2 separate regions of the Zea mays genome follow, and region 2 is linked to region 1. A link is a contact called in public Hi-C data. All regions are on one chromosome and are shown on one strand. Each heading gives the region's core, a stretch centred on a gene start, on an enhancer-like site or on the middle of the called end of the contact. The rest is flanking DNA. Distances are from core to core; before and after follow the strand shown. Region 1 overlaps LOC103633409. Region 2 holds the start of LOC100275119.

Region 1 (5,471 bases), core at 1,004-3,503:
TTTCACTACATATCATCTCTGTAGGCCTCTTACAATACTTTTCCACTGCTAGCACAACTGACAGATTAGTTGATGGATTTTTGAATTAGCATTAAAAAATCATGTATGTAAGTATGGACTCATATGTATGTACTGTTGATCTGCTACTATGTCTTGTGTCATCAGTACCTTACTGTATCAACTATCAAGTGTCATTTTCTTCAATTTCAGGTTTATGAAGGTGCTGTTTACATGCATCAGGGTGCCAATTACTTGGTTGAGGAACTTGACTTGGCATCAAGGACAGCCTTCTGTAGGAAAGCTGATTTGAAATATTACACGAAAACACGAGACTACACTGACATCAATGTTCTCGGAGGAGAATTTGTATGTTCTCAAGGCTATTACTACTCTAGCTTCCTTTACATTTTCTTCATTATTGACTCATCCCCTGGAGTGGTTTTCAGCACTTTATTTTGTTTACTACTTTTCTGTCTTGTTTATTTGACTCTAGTCTAGTTCATCAAATATTATGAACTCCTGCACTTTGACTCTTCCAATATATGTTGAAGGCTTATCTTCCTACAAGTATATGTAGAACTAATCGGGTGAAGACAACTGCTCAAGCAAATGACTGCACGGTGACTACTAAATGGTTTGGTTTTTATCGCATATCAAAATCTAGCAATACAATATCCGACAGCTTCGAGCTTAACCTGCCCCCATACTCCTTTACTTCCCAGGTGTGTGGCTTGAATATTATTACTGCATAAAATTATGACACATTCCCACATGATGCTTACATTTCTTTACGTTGCCCAATCAGGCTGTTTGGGTGCGAATTCCCCACTCAGTAAAGATGACCGTGGAGGAAAGCAAACTAGAATTTAGAGGCGGCTCACATGCTGCTTCGCATGCACTCCTGAATATAGTGCCTCTGTAAGTTATACATTGACCCCCAGAAAAGTTGATGCCTGGTAGATAATTTTCTAAAAAAATTGTTTTCTTAAACCAGAATATGAGTGGTTGGTAATACAGTAGTGAGTATTTCTTCCTGGAGCTACTCCAGAGTAGCCCCTGTTCGTTTCTTCCAGATTCCACCCGTGAATCATTCTAGCTGATCAAATCTTATATAAATTACACAAACAATCTGGCTAGGAATAGTTCCAGGCCACGGTTCCAAAGGAACCGAACGGGCCCTTATAGTGCAACTGTTCAGATCAGTTTTCTTTTATTCGTTCTTTTGATTGTCTGTAACTTTGTGTTGGTTGTTGGTTGTACATAAATTTTCGCAGGCATATGATGTGCAGTGCTTCTGACCTAGGAACAGAGTGCGCTAATCCTCATGAAAGCCGTGGCATCCCAGACAGAATCCTTTTATATGATAGACATCCAGGTGGTATCGGCATAGCATCACAGGTAAAGTTTCACCTGGTTGAGATTGTATAGGCGTATTTACAGAGATTGTAAAGCCGTTAGTGTTGTCACTCCCCCTGAGAGATGCTTAATCATTAGAGTGATGGACTACTCATGGATCTACTGCAGCCGTATAGATCAACAGTTTTTGCTAGCACCATTGATTTTAACTGATTAAGTGAAAGACTAAAATATTCCTTTTGCGTTCTTGTTAAAAAAAAATGTAGGCCCAAATGCTCTTCGAGGAACTCCTCCTGGCTGCTTTAGAAGTCGTTTCCACGTGCAACTGCACAAGTGCCGTTGGCTGTCCAAACTGCATCCAAGTAAGCCTGAACGCAAGCTGCGCAGGGCTGTAACTTTAGATATTTAGAGAAAAGACGGGGTCTTCGATCCGACATGTTTCCTATTTTTTTTTCAGTCACTGACGTGCAGCGAATATAACGAAGTTTTGGACAAGGAGGCAGCGATTTTGATTCTGAAGGTAAGTGATTTGTGCACTTGTTATATTCTACGTTTGCAGTAGACATGTAATTAACATTGGCTTTGGTACAGGGAGTAATCGACTACGAGAGATCGTATTTTGAAGCGGAAGACGCTTCTCAGCGAAGCTGCTGACGTCGAGGCTACAGTAGGCAGCGAGGAGTGACGTGTTCATTACTGTTTGTTCGTTTGGTGTTTCTCTCGTGTATGTAGATGGGAGAGGTTCGGTCTGTATCTGCACTCACATTTGTAGCCTCGTCATATCAAAGTTGATATCATATCCTACGACAATCAGGTCCATACATCTGTACAACAGTACAACCCAAACATGTGAGAGCTACTGGCGAGCCCACTCATGTCCGGACGTGTGCATCACCTCCAGCCCAGGTGACAGGTGCACTCCGACCTGCCGGCGGCCTCTGACCTGCTTGCCGCCCACGCCCACGCTCCGTGGACACGAAGCGCGATTCCTGTCTCGACGTCGTCGACGACGAGGGGCGTCGACGTTGACCTCTTTTTATCCCGGGGTGGTGGTGCGTCCTGTCCATCCTCGTCCCACCTCTCACCATCGGTACTCCTGTTGCTCCCGGTGCTGCGTGCACTCGGTTCTCCGGCCACTCTGGTGCCCGGCCGGACGCACGACGCCAAGGCACGACTTTTGTTCCTCCCCGAGCTTTCTGGGACTGCGACCTGGCAGCTGGCCGGATTTCCTGTCCCCCCCTTGCCCCTGGATTGGACGCCAGCGCACGGTTTGCTTTTGTGCATGGTGATTGGAGAATGAGTCGCCGTTGACCCCGGGGACGACATGACCCCGTCCGGCCACCGCCGCCACGAGCCCAAGCTCGGTTGGTGCCTTGGTGGTGCGAGTTGACAGGCGCGCCCCCCATGCATTGTCGTCCTCCGGACGTGACGCGTCGTGCGATCGGCCGCGACACGGCAGTAAGTGCAGTGCAGGCACTAGCGATCTCTCTCGATCTGTGCACGAGCGTAGCGTTGACCTCGTACTATCCACTGACAGTTGAGGTGTTGTCTCCTGGAGGGATGTGTCACGAGGTGAAACCTGCATGGTTCATTTTTTTTTCTGTGTTTCCATATATAGTTGTGTCCACGAGAGAAAACTGAGGCTTATAAAAGGACTAGGTGAGTGCCCGTGCGTTGCGACGGATGTAACAATGGAACTGAAAACGGATGGAGTGCAAACATCACTATAATATACAAAATCCGGACAAGTACATAGCTTCTGTTCATAGCAACATATAAAGCTGATGAACAAGATTAGCTCAAAGAAATATGATATCAGCAGGAACAAGATTGCTAGGAAACTCGATTATATTTACTTCAACAAAGGTTCCTCAGAATACTCTGCTATTGCAGCTGGTTCTGTCATAAAGGTCATTTTACATCTTAGAGGTTCACTATAAATCAATCACTGAAACATGACACATCAGATGAAATAGCACCAAGATCTACAAAAAACTTGAGTTATGATCTAAAACTCATACAACACAATTGGTTTCTCTTGCCGTTGATCTGAACATTCATGAAATAAACATCAAAATGTCCATTCAAGGTCAATACAATTGGTTCAAGCGCAACTGAAACCATGTATACATAAAATTTACAGCTACAGCTAATCGATGATTAGTCAAGGCAGACATCCTTGGTCTGTGGCATCACCCACTGATCATATAGCTTGGAGAGCAGTTTAGGATTGACCTTGCACTCACTATCAGTGGCATTCTGCTCGAAGATCCTTACCTTATTCTCTACTCTCTTCTTGACCTGCTCTTCCACAACCTTGAATATCATCATATCCATCAGAGAAAAGGGATCTGCATTGGATGTTTGAAGAATCAAGCATGGAAGCTTCGGTCATAGGCTAAGAACCATGAGAAAGACAAGGTAGAAACATAGTCTTGTTTCAGATATAGAGGATGACTAAATGTAAACAACTTCTCTTTACTTCTCTGTAAATCTGCCCAAAAGACAGGCCAACAGTTTAGCAGGCATATCAATTTTTAGAAAGACACAAACTCTGCAGCCGGACATACACACAAAGTAACTAACAACCACAACCCGAAATTAAGGCACACCCAACTGATCCGAACAGCCAATGTTCAGAATTCAGAACACTTGACCTTCTTAAGTACACTCTGCAGCCGGACATACTCAATGTTTAGAATTCAGCTTCCGCCATCAGGTGACCTAAGCCCCCAACCGCCACACAGGATACCCTATTCCCTATGTTCTTCCACTCAATCCACCTTGATATCCCACCCTTCGTGGTGCACTCCTCCCCGTCCTGCGCATCGCAGTCGGGTTCACAACACTGTGCCACCCATACACAACGGCACGGTAGCCTATGTATGAATAACCGCGACCGGGACAGGGCCTTAAACCTATGCTTTGGCGTGGGATAGACGAGGAGATTTTTTAACCACGGCCTAAAAATCGCTCCCACGGGGAGTCGAACCCAAGACCAGAGGAGTGCTACTCAGACCATCTAACCAACTCAGCTAGAGCTCATTTCGCTTCTTGCAGAATTTACAGTCACCTACTAAACAATATGTGCTAATAAGGTGATGAACCTCATTTTACTTTTTAGGATCAAATATTTAAATACAATTTCTCAACAACATTGCACAAAAGCATAATTAACTGTGAAAATAGAGTTAACAGTCACTAATTAAATGATATGTAGGCTACATATGCTGATAAGGCGATGAACCTCTTTTCAGGATAGATTTTCAATGTGATTTCCCAACAACATTGAACAGAAACATAACTATCTGTGAAACTAATAAGTTGTTATCTGGTGATGCTTCCCCAAATGCCTACAATAATGCAGATCCATTTTGCAACCCCTGAATAGAAGAATGTTCAGCAGACCATTGTAGAGATGCTAGGATACATACTGGTGAATCGACATCCCAGGTTGATGTGGCTTCTCCAAGTCGGAAAACACCGCTATAGCCTTTAACCATTCCTTGGTAGCTTCAGAAGCATGAGATCATTCAGAATAGAATGTACAACAATGCTAGAGATGGAGGGATGATAATTAGCGATAGTATGCAAAACAATTATTTCAGTCCATCATATTTTCCCCCACATAGCCTACTATATTTTGGTTGCTTTTCCTACACAAACAATCAACAATCCAGTTGCCATTGGGTCCAGAGTTCCAGCATGTCCAACCTGAGACCACACAAATATTGCAAAACATGTACTTAATGCTAAGGGCTAATGCTACATTCAGATACAGTGAAAAGGCCCTGATATCACCTTTTGTACTTTCACCAAGCGTCGTAACTTTCCACAGACAGTAAACGAAGTCCATCCTGACATCAGAAGAAAGATGAGTTCAAATGAATATTTAGGATGGAAGGCAGTAGAGCAAATTTAATAAAACACAGTTCGAACCTAATCCTGTCGGCACATTAGCTAATTATTTATCTGCCCTGATAGGAAAAACAGTATAGAACCCTGTCTTCAGGCAAAGCTGCAGTAGTGCCACACTACCTGGCTGACATCTAACTGTTGTGATAATCGCTCACATTTCATAAAATGAACTTTCCAGTGGTACATCAGATAAAAGT
Region 2 (5,471 bases), core at 2,117-4,616, 120 kb after region 1:
CATGCTAGTTAATTAATGGAACGAAACCAGCGAGTGATTGGGCTGGTCCCTGGTCGATTGGACGGACGTGATCCACACCGGACAGAGAAATCTCACCGAACCAATCAATATGGACCGCGCGATGTGCGGCTCCTGCCAGAACTCTCGCCGCGACCAAAAGGCTTCCGGCTGGATGCCTAGAAGGTCGTGGGCTCGTGGCTGTGGCACGAGCCGTCAGCCCGTCACTTCGTCAGTTCAGCACGTACCGATGCTGTGTGCCTGTGTTGCACTGGTCTAGCCGACCGGCCGCGCGCCCGCGCCCTGTTCCGACTTCAGACATCATCGGTGTGTAGCGGCGAACAAAGGGCGAGCCTGGACGCTTGAGGATTTGTGTAACTATACTTTTTCGTTCAGAAGATCGGTTGGCCCACTTTTAGGTTTTAGCAATTAGCATCGCATGGTTTGTTCAGAAGAAGGCCTTTCAGACCAGTTTGAGCATCCCATGATCATGGCACGTTCAGGTTTGACATTTTCAAGAGCACTCAAGGTGTTCCATGCTTTCATCTAAACAAACTACTGGTACTGTACTGTCGTTATACTTTCATCACCCACACTAGATAGACACCATAAGCAATTAAGCATCGACTGTTCACATGCACAACTCAACTCCCTAAGGGCTTGTTCGTTTTGGAGTGGATTGAAGGGGGATTGGAGGGGATTAAATCCCCTCCTATACAAATTTGTATAGGAGGGGATTTAATCCCCTCCAATCCCCCTTCAATCCACTCCAAAACGAACAAGCCCTAAAATAAATAAATAAACAGAATCCACGGGGCATAAACAAGAACAAGACGACACGCGGGAAAAAAACAGAAGTTCCTTTCTCCCCGACTCCGGCACTGGCCATGGCACTATGGCTGTGTGACTGTGACCACACACTGATTGCTCTGTCTGTCCATCCAATCCACGGGCTGGCGCGCATCGCCATCACATGACGCTGCACCCGGCATTGGGGTCCTCGCAGCAGTGCTGCTGCGGGTAGTACGGCTGCCGGGCGCCGCCGCCACCGCCGTAGTACCACCCCTGGCTATCGTACACCGGCACGCCGTAGTACCCGCCGGGCCCGGGCGCGGCCGGCTTGCCGCACCGGCAGTAGCCGTTGTAGCCGCCGCAGCCGCAGCCGTAGCCGCCCCCGGCGCCAGCGGCGTAGTAGGACGGCGGCGGCGGCGCCTCGTAGCCTGGGTTGTAGCCGTAGCCGTAGCCGGACACGGACCCGGCGGGCGCGGGCCAGACGGACGGCACGGCCACGCCCTGCGCGGCGCCCGGCGGCGGCGCGATCGGCTGCGGCTCGGACCCGGCCTTGGCCGCCATCATCTTCTCCAGGAGCGGGCCCAGGTCGGCCTTGGTCATGCCGGGCGGCATGGCCTTGCCGGGCTTCGCGTCCGCCGCGGGGACCTCGGCGAACTTCACCTTCTTGGCCTCCGCCTTCCCGTCCTTGTTGCCCTTCTCCGCCGGCTTCGCCTCCTTGTCGCCCTTGCCCCCCTCCTTCTTATCGGCCTTCTCCTCCTTCTTCTTCTCGGCCTTCTCCTCCTTCTTCTCCGCCTTGGCGCCGCCCTCCTTCCCGGCCTTGCCTGCGTCCTTCTCGGCCGCCGCCGGTTTGCCGGCGTCCTTGGGCTTGTCGCCGCCGCCCTCCTTCCCGGCCTTGCCGCCGTCCTTGTCCTTGCCCTTGACGTCCATCGCCTTGATGACCCGGCCGGCCTTGCAGCAGAGCTTGTTGCAGACCGTGTCGGCGTCGAACGGCCCGGAGATGGTCACGGCATTGCTCTTCTCGTCGAACGAGATCGTCTTGATGTTCATCTTGTCTGCGCAAGCGGCAACCCGAACCAATCAGAATCAATCAGCCATGCTCATGCCCATGTACCGTCAATCAATCAGCAGCACAGAACAGTAGCAGTAGGTTAATAATTAATAGTAATAATATATAAAAAAACACACAAAACAGTTGTAAACTCTCTGCTGACAGGTGCGCCGAGCAACTGGCCTGGCCAGGTGAACGCTCATGCAGGGGCATGTGATGGCAGCGGGCCCACGTGTCAGCGAGGTTACAAGGACCAGGGGGCACTGAAACAGGTCCGTTCGTTGAGCGAATGGTGATGAACTGATGTGATGGCAGCGGTAGTAGACTAGTACTAGTACAATAGTGGACCGCACCTTGGATCTTGCAGAGGACTTTTCTGATCTTCCTGTAGCATCTCTCGCATTCAAGGTCAACCTTGAGGACGATCGTGGAGATCTGCAGAGAGATCGAGGGATTAATTGGCGGCAAATGAATGCAGAGTACTATTACTGGAAGCAGATCCAACTGTGTACAACAACCAGTTGTCAAGTTTTTATTCAGGATGACACAGCAGGAGTGCCTGATACAATGAACTCACGATATAGTACTAGTTACTAAAAACACTTGCTTACGCAATGGGCACGAACTGGACCAAAACAAAAGGCAGGGGGAAAAAAAGACGGGTGACTCATGAATCCTATGTTTGAAAAAAGACGGTGACAAATGCGAAAACGACAGTAGCGAAGGGTTTCGAAAAGACCGTGTGGAAAAAAACCCGAAAACCGGACAAATGGACAAAACCGGACGTGCGCCTTCGTCGCCTCGGCATGAAAGTGGTTGGGGCTGCGCTGGGGAAATGGATTCTGGTCAGAAGAGGGCCAGGGAACATTTGCTTGCTCTGTACTTCACTCGCCATACCCTCTGCCCCTCTGGTTGAGTACGTACTAAACTACCGAAGCTAACTCCAATAAGGTTTCTAGAGTGTCCGTATCGAAGTTCACTCTGGGGTTTGTATGTCCTGGATCTCTGAACAAGTTTTCTCGTATATTAATCAGCAGAAGAAAAAAAATGGCCGTTTTTTTACACTCTACTGCTAGACTCTGTCCTGAACAGCTCAATTCATAACCGAACACACAATGACATGTATCTGAAAAAATGAGGGGGGAAAATAAAGAGTCTAGAACGGAGATCGTTAGACGCGATTGAACTGAACCACCGAGGGTCGCACAATTGCAGTTCTTCCATAGTAGCAAAACAACAACAACCAAGACACGAAGATTTCTACCGAGAGCGCAGCACAGGCAAGAGACGATCGGCACGGGCTCATCGCGCAGAGGAACCCCGCCTCCGGGAAGCACAAGCGAGGGAACAGGTAGAGAAAGCACCGTAGGCGTTCGTGTCCTCTTACCTTGTCCGCCATGGGAGTGGCGCTCGACTGAGTCGCCGGGCCGTCACCCTCCTGGCCTGGTGCCGCTGGTCTCGAGCTCCGGGATGGTGGCTGCCGCGGGAGTGTGTGTACGCGTGGGGAAGGAGGAAGGGATGATGACAGTCTAGCACAGAGGAGGAGGGCGGTGGGTGCGGGTGCGGCGCTTTAAAACGGGAGCCTGAGCTGCGCGCCGCACGCAGTGCGTCCTAAGCACCAACCCCCCGGGCCACCGACGCATGGGCCCCTGGTCCGCGCGGACCCTTTGACCCCCCTATTATTAGCTGTGCGGCCGTGCCGCATGTGGCGAGGGCGCGAGTCCAGTGCCTTGCCAGTCGGTGGGGGCATTGGGCGCACAGACACACGACTGCCGCGACGCTCGACCAAAAACGTTTTCTGAAATGAAAATGGCACGGCGCACACGACACGCACATTATAATGGTAAAGACTTTGAAGACAAATGAGTAGTAGTAGCATACAGCTGGGAGCTGGCAGGGTAGAGCAATACTAGTAAGTAGTACTCCCTCCCTTCGTATGAAAACAAGTGCAGTTTTAGTTGAAGTGGTGGCGAATGCTGTCAGTGGAATTATCGTCACACCACACCTCTGCAAAAAAAAAGGCAAGTTGGCTAATCCATGATAAATGTACGCATTTATTTCGGGGTATATTTCGAACACCAGAAGTGTGCTTGTTATACGACGGAAGGAGTACTAGTAGTTCATAGTTATATATGTCTATTCATAGTTACTTACACCTCACTTGGCGGCGCCTCTTTCATTGGGGAGCTTTGGGCTTTTGGAGCCGCCGCGGTGGTGGTGAGGTTTCAGTTCAGGGTATCAGCGGTGGACTGGACGCTAGAGACCGCCGCAACCAGCACAGGCGGGTGCGGCATTGTTTGTCCCTAGCCAGCAGCAGCAGCAGGCTGCGTGGCGCTCCGCCTGGGGGCGCGGGCGCCCGGGGATGCATGGCGTTGCCCGTCAGAAATGGCGTCTTCTTTTCGAGTTCTCTAATCTAATATTAGAGTATATATGTTCGGCCAACTCAACATTACTAGCACCTTTTGTGTTCTACGGACCAGTTCCATTCTGACAGAGGAAAAAAAAGGGGAGGGCTTTTAGAGTCCTGTGTGCGTGACAGCTTACCAGAAAATCATTATGATTTCAGAGGTGGTGAGCACTGCCAAACCGGGGGTGTGGTTGCTTCATTTTGTGCGGGCGTTTGGTTCAGCCTCGCGCCCTGATGCTGCTGCTGCGGCTGCTGGTGGTGGTTTTTGTTTATGCGCCTGTTGGTGGCAATGGCAAGGTGAGCCTGGAGTCCGGGGTGAAGCGAAAACGTGACCCGGATCGCGGGATTAGGCCAACAACTGCACGATAACAAACTGCTCCTGGCAAATCCCTTTTTTGCGTCGGCGTAGCAATCTCGAACAGAGGAAAAGTGGGCGCGGCCGTCTGCGTACTCCAGAGTGCTGCACAACTCATTCGCCATTCGTCGTAATGATCCGCACCCGGAATATTTTTTTTTTGGTATGCACTCCTACGTAAAATGCGGCGGAACCTTCCCGCGTCCTGAGAACAGAGGACTGCAGCTTCCTCTGCCGCGTCTATGCTCCGTGGCCTCCTTCACTCACATGGCAATGGCATGAAGGAGCGTGAAGAATCTCAGAACGGACGCCGCCGACCCTGTTCGGGACGCGGAATGCGACCAGAGAGTGGCAGGGGGGGCCGCTGGAGGCTGTAGCTTGCCCGCGCGCAAGGACGCCGCCGCCGCGGCTAGCTGGCTGGCCCGCGAGGAAAACCACCAAAAACACGAGTGATAGAATTCGACGCCGGGTCGCCGAGCTGGTGGGCGTTGAAAAAAAAAACTGCGGCGGGGCGGGGCGGAGCGGGGCACGCGCGCGTGAGTGAGTGCGCAAGCGATGCGGCCGCCACGCCAGCACGCTGTGACCCACCGGCGGCATCGTGACCGCGCTCACCTAACACGCTCCCTCCACCTCCGCCTCCACCTCGCTTGAGTCGAGCCGGTGTCGGTGCCTGGCGCGAGGGCAGCCGGAGGACCGTGCGTGTGAGAGTGCTCGTTCCGGTGGCCCGTCCATTTCAGCTGCAGGCCGCGAGAGCACGCTGCACGCACGCAGTACGCACGTACCTCCAGTCGCCCCACCCACCATCCAATCCAATCCAATACAATCCAATGCATCGGATCGGGAGTACGCACGCAACCCTCTCTCTGCCGTCT

What was found. A called contact is a pair of places that touch in the nucleus more often than the background predicts.
Region 2: a contact with region 1 is called in a Hi-C map of leaf, with 4 times the contacts expected there. The contact joins the promoter of LOC100275119 here to the enhancer-like site in region 1. A contact is called at or near these places in 4 of 25 Hi-C or Micro-C datasets (ear, leaf, root tip and 1 more).

Annotation. Positions count from the first base shown.
Region 1 is chr7:173,779,773-173,785,243 of Zm-B73-REFERENCE-NAM-5.0, forward strand. It overlaps LOC103633409, which reads left to right. Exons shown (of 23, transcript XM_008655111.4): 17 at 211-366; 18 at 552-722; 19 at 806-918; 20 at 1,275-1,398; 21 at 1,623-1,718; 22 at 1,814-1,876; 23 at 1,948-2,175. The coding sequence ends at 2,010. Among protein-coding and RNA genes, the nearest start is that of LOC103633409, 12 kb to the left of the region's middle. Within about 2 kb of position 2,254, at least 13 of the 20 cell types and tissues checked have an H3K27ac peak or open chromatin away from gene starts, as enhancers often do. A contact at or near this core is called in ear, leaf and root tip, where this site is marked.
Region 2 is chr7:173,899,679-173,905,149 of Zm-B73-REFERENCE-NAM-5.0, forward strand. It overlaps LOC100275119, which reads right to left and starts at 3,367. Exons shown (of 3, transcript NM_001149782.2): 1 at 3,225-3,367; 2 at 2,191-2,272; 3 at 812-1,841. The coding sequence starts at 3,236. The coding sequence ends at 967.